2 separate regions of the Mus musculus genome follow, and region 2 is linked to region 1. Evidence: chromatin contacts called from public HiChIP or PLAC-seq data. All regions are on one chromosome and are shown on one strand. The core of a region is the stretch at or near the end of the contact, and the rest is flanking DNA. Distances in the headings are between cores, read along the strand shown.

The links. HiChIP or PLAC-seq counts read pairs in DNA pulled down with a chosen protein or histone mark.
Region 2: a contact with region 1 is called in an H3K27ac HiChIP or PLAC-seq map of microglia, with 4 times the contacts expected there. The contact joins two enhancer-like sites. A contact is called at or near these places in 4 of 484 Hi-C or Micro-C datasets (cochlea, embryonic fibroblasts, liver and 1 more), 1 of 115 datasets of contacts at active chromatin or transcription factors (microglia) and 1 of 9 other capture datasets (embryonic stem cells).

Annotation. Positions count from the first base shown.
Region 1 is chr13:59,866,021-59,868,776 of GRCm38.p6, reverse strand. No RefSeq gene overlaps it. Among named protein-coding and RNA genes, the nearest start is that of Tut7, 44 kb to the right of the region's middle. Within about 2 kb of position 1,331, at least 5 of the 459 cell types and tissues checked have an H3K27ac peak or open chromatin away from gene starts, as enhancers often do. A contact at or near this core is called in microglia, where this site is marked.
Region 2 is chr13:60,354,987-60,357,742 of GRCm38.p6, reverse strand. No RefSeq gene overlaps it. Among named protein-coding and RNA genes, the nearest start is that of Gm35333, 78 kb to the left of the region's middle. Within about 2 kb of position 1,367, at least 8 of the 459 cell types and tissues checked have an H3K27ac peak or open chromatin away from gene starts, as enhancers often do. A contact at or near this core is called in microglia, where this site is marked.

The DNA of each region.
Region 1 (2,756 bases), core at 82-2,581:
TCATGGAGATCCACTTGCCCTGCTTCTGCAGTGTTGGGATTAAAGGTGTGTGCCATCGTGACTGAGTTATGAAAGGAAAAAAAAAATCTTACAAAGCAGTATGATAGCAAAATTAGACATCAGCATTGTATACAAGCATCGGGGTGCTATGCAAATTGACAGTGCATACTAAATCCTCTTGTCAAAAACAATATGTGCATGATACGCTAGAGAGGAGGCTCAGCTAATAAGAACACCTGCTACTCTTTAAGAGACTCTGAGTTCAGTTTCCAGGACCCAAATCTCGTGGTTGGCTCACAAACACCTGTAACTCCAGTGACAGTGGAAATATAGCGCCCTCTTCTGGCCTACACAGGCACCTGCACACATGTGGCACACATTCCTAAAAACTGATACAAAAAAAAACAAAACTTTTTTCATTTAAGTTAAACGTCACTCTGTTACAAATTGTATTTATTTAGAAACAAAACAAAATTGTGTCCCTTTTTTTTTTCACTCCTGGCAGGAGATGCCTTCCGCAACACTTCCCTTACCACCTCTGCAGCCATAGGGACCAGAAGGAAGACTGCCAAGAGCCCTGCCTTCTAAGATTCACAAGGATGTTTCCCCGGAAAAATCAAGATAACCCTGAGACACGATGGCAGACTCTGTTCTCACAGCTAATTGGGGAACCTGGGTGATGCGAGGGTTTGAATCTCATGGATTTAACTCCCTTCCCTTCACAGATAACTTTGAGAGAGCAGACCCAGGGTTCAGGAATGCAATCACATCTGTCTGCCCACCCCAGGCAGGAAGACCTGTTCTCCCACATCCAGTTTGAAAAGAAGTTTGAAATTTAGTTCCAGGTCCGTCTTGGGGACACCATGGAGTGGCAGGATTAAGTTAGATTACTGAAAAAGCGGAGCTGAGTCTCTGTTTAAAAAATAAAAAAATCATTCTCTCCTATCTCACTAAAAACAGAAAGAAAGAAGGAGAAAACCCTGTGCTGATTTTGCAGCAGGAAGCCAGCCCACAGGACAAATTAGTCAGGATGAAATGCGGTTTGGCGTTTCTGAAAATTCAATTCTTGGGTTTTGAAAAAAAAAAAAATCTAGGAAAACAAGACATTATTGTTAAAGTGGAATAAGTTCGTGTAAGGCAGGAGCCCACTTTTAAGGAAAGCTGGTTTACAAACAGGAAAGAGTATTTCAAAACAGAAAGGTTGTCTCTAGAAGGCTGTCATTTGAAACAACTACACGGAGATCACTCAGACAGGGCGAGAGGTAGACCCAACAGCGAGGGCCGGGAAGCTGCATCAAGCCCTGTATGTGTGTGGCTTCTGCTTCCTTTTTATCAGAAGTCAGGAGAAAGAGGCACGTGTTCCTCAGAGTGGAAAGTAGGCAGTGTCCTACATGAACAGCGCTAAGGTCTCAGAGAAAACTTGGGAAGTAAGAGAGAACCCGGAATGGGGGGGACCGTGGTTGGGACCAGAAGAGGCATAACAACCACAGAGCCAAGGTCAGAAACCTCTAGGTCAGAGGGGATGGAGAACAACCAGAGTCTCTGCTCACTTGGTGAAAGAGGCCAAGGCCAAAGCAGCTGTGAAACACGGAACACAGGGCTTTGGGGATTTTTCCAGCAGAGAAGAAAAGGATTCTGAGCCCTTGAAGGCTCTGAGGTTCTAGCAAGAATAACACGAGTTTCAGGGTTGTGTGTGTAAGTATCATATATACTGTGTGGGAAGGTTGTGTGTGTGTGTGTGTGTGGGGGGGTATCTGCTCCTGGTGGGATACATATGAGTGTTCACATGCATGTATACATGTATGTAGAAGCCAGAGGTCAACTTCAGGCATTGTTTGATCTAGAGACCTTACCTTGCTTTTTGTTTGTTTACATGTGCATGGGTATACATGCCATGTCATACATGCAGAAGCCAAACGTTAACTTGTGAGAGTTCTCTCCACCATGCGGGATTGGGGATCAAACTGAGGTGGTCGGGCTGAGTAACAAGTGCCTTTATCTGCTGCAGTAGTCACTGTTGTGTTCCTCTGGTAACACCATGACCAAGGCAACTTATAAAAGGAACCATCTACCTGGGCTTATGGCTTTGCCAGGATAGGCATCCTCCATGATGGCAGGAAGCTGAGGCCTCGCATCTTCCACACAAAGCAAGGAGAGCAAACTGGGAGTGGCTTCATGCTGTGAAACCTCAAAACCCACCCCCAGTGATGTATCCCCTTCCCAGAGAGTCTGCAGCTCCTAGATCTCCCCCAAACAGTGCCACCGACTGAGAACCTGTAGCGTGAAATATAAAAATGCGCCATCCCACACTGGCGCCAGCTACTCTCCGGCCCCCGGCGATCTCACAGCCTCCATGGCTAGCTAGCACCGTGCAGCGACCACCCATCTTGCCTATCTCGTGGTTCTCTTGCTGCAGATTCTACTCACATTCCCAGCCATCCGCCCCCACCCCCACCCCGCCCCCCGTGGTTAGCAGTCACAAATCCCGGTAAATCCCGGTAACGTGGTGGTAAAATCAAAACTCTAGAGGCTTGTGATTTATCAGTCAGATTTATATTAGTAAATTCTCAACCCACAAAACGCTTGCACAATAAACTCAAAACGCAATTGATATAAACACAAGCTTCACACCTAGATGGGACAAACATACCCTACTTATTATTTAATCATGGTTCTAAGAAATCCCCAATATTTATGGCTCCCAGGACTGTGTGGTTCTGGCCCCTCTTCCTCTCCTATAGGTTCCATCTTGTCTT
Region 2 (2,756 bases), core at 118-2,617, 490 kb before region 1:
CTTAAAAATATATTACATACTTTCTATCATGTGACAGCTGAAATGTAAGTGTGTGTGTGTGACATGAACAGAGAAGGAGAGTTGTAAAGAAAGAAAAATGTATAAGGAGACAGTGGAGGGATATAAGATAGGATTATGGCAGGAAGAAAAATACCACATTTTTTCTCCTCAGTAGAATATAGATGTTTTTGTGAGTGTGTGTGTGTATGTGTGTGTCTGCACGCATGCTAACTAGGCTCCAGGTAGCAGCCAGTTAGCAAATAGATAGAAAATCTCTTACTGCCTGAATCCTATTTTCTTCTGTTTCACAGACCTTGGGTATAAATAGAACCACAGTCATTTTTGTTCCCATGTAAAGTGATATCATTACAATATTTCCATCCTCTACTGCTCACTCTAAATTTATTTTACACAAAAAACTTTCTCTAAATGTTCCTGAGATAATCCAGGGTGGCCTGTATTAGTTGACTAAGATGCTTGGTCTGCTTCTTGGCTGAGCTGTTACTTCCTGTACACAGCCCAGAGACTACCAAATCCAATGCCTACTTCCTCTAAGCACACAGTAGGATTTTTCTTCATGAAGTTTACATGCTTTAATTACCTGCTTTTCTTGTTTTGCATCTTGTGATGGACATAAGTCTAACTTTGGAAGATAAACTAGACACTAGACATTTCCCCCCGACCCCCTGTGTATATTGTGTGTGTGCATCTGTCTGTCTGTCTGTTTCCCCTTCCTCTACCTCTGTCTCACTCTCTGCCTGTGTGTGTGTGTGTGTGTGTGTGTGTGTGTACTTAATCTTTAGGTAGGAAAAAGGAGGTGTAATAAACAATTTTTAGATAAAAGCACTTTTCTAATTAGTTAATGTGTCCCTTATCTTAGGATCCAGGTAAGAGTCAATGGACCACGTCTGAAACACATGAAGGTGCGTTATCATACCACCAGAGCCTTTGCCTTACTGTGGGATTTGACCTGAGTCAACAAATTTCCAACCACTGGTCACTGGCTCACCTGCAAGACTACAGTGAACAAAACTCCCCGCTGTGGTCCGAGTGAAGCACACTCTACTCTCGAACTTGTCATGGGATCATCTAAATGCAATCACTCACCTCAAAAGCCCATGTCTGAGATGTAATATAAATTTTAGGGAAAAAGGAACACTTCACTCACAATACGGGAGACATTTAAACATTATTAGAATGGAACTAGTTAATTCTTTAAAAGAAGATTTAAATACCATGTAACATTATAAATTTAAATAGTATGTTTAAATGAAAAACAAGGTGTGAGCATGCTGAACACTGAACGGCCACTATTGCTCAATTTAGGAACCTTTGCAAAGCTGGTTCAAAAGTTGAAGTTATAATGTGCCTTGCTTTTTGCTGACAACCCTGTTTGGTTTGGTTTCATTTCTCCTCTCTGGAAAGCAGAGTGGTATCAGACAAACGAAGGGAAACAAACTTGGGCTCCCTGGAAAGTCCAGTCAGTCCTGCGAAGTCTTTAAACAAACAACCGGGCTGAACTTACTGAGATCAAAGAAGTATGATGGTTAACTCCCAGAATTTCTTGGTTCTGTCTGGATCTCTCTGGTTTAGCTAATTTAAATTCTGTGCCCTATCAAATTCCTGTTCTCCAGATTCAAAGGGAAGTGGTTGATACAGTGAGATGGAGGTAGCATTGGGAGAGGACAAAGCTACCTCCCAGGACAGCTAAATAAAAACAATACATTCTGATGCTTTCCTTACTGTGAAGGGTTGACTCTCAGGCCACAGAAAAGCTTCTGGCCCTGGGGCTTTTAGAGAAGCAGAGAGCTAACAACTTATAAAAGGCAGTTGCGGAAGACTCCTGTTTATAGAAGTAACTCACAACTCATTATTTATCCATACTTTCCATGTTCCAAGGCCAAGTCACAGGGATGATATTGTGACCCATTTGCTTATTTAAATGGAGTTGAAAACCTTAAGTTTTAGTGTTTTGTTTTGTCTTTTTTTTTTCTTCTCCCAAGCCAGAAGAATCGATTTCTTTAGCTTGGTTCCAGGTTCCAGTATCTAACAATATCTTCCCCAGCCCTTGGATGCTTTCATAGAGAGATGATTGTTCTTTCAGTTGGGTGCAGATGGATCTGTAGTTCATTGCTGGTCAGTGTGGGATGGACTTGGTCGCGTCCTAGAAGTAGAATGTCTCAGATCAACTGCTTTACGTTCAGTCATGCTTGGCCCTATTTGAACATGTCTCTTCCCTCTGTGAGGTGTGTTTTCTTTGTCTGTAATTAGAACTCAAATGTCTACCTCAGGAGGATGGTGTAAGAATTAAGTGGACTTAGGTAGGGGAGGCATTAGCCAGCTGCTATATGCATTTTCTTTTCAGTAAAGGATTACTGCTCCTTTGTTATTGAGAAAGGAAGCTTATTCAAAGCCATACAATCATGTCAGCGCCCTTGCTACAGGTTTCTGTGACATAATTTCTCTCTGGTTCTCTTCCTGCTGCTCATTGCTTGTTCAAAACATGACCATTCAACGTCCTTCTCTGGATGTCATCTCCCATCTTATTTCCTTTTCTCACCCCTCCTAGATCTGCATCACTGCTTAAACGGAGCTTTTATGATAAAAACATCCAGAGAGACAAAGAGAGGGGGGGGGGGAAGAGAGAGACAGACAGAGGGAGAGACAGACAGAGACACAGAGATAATTATTTTACGTATTATATCTTCAGTTGCTGTATATAAGATGTTTATATCATTCAAATTTGCAAGATTTTC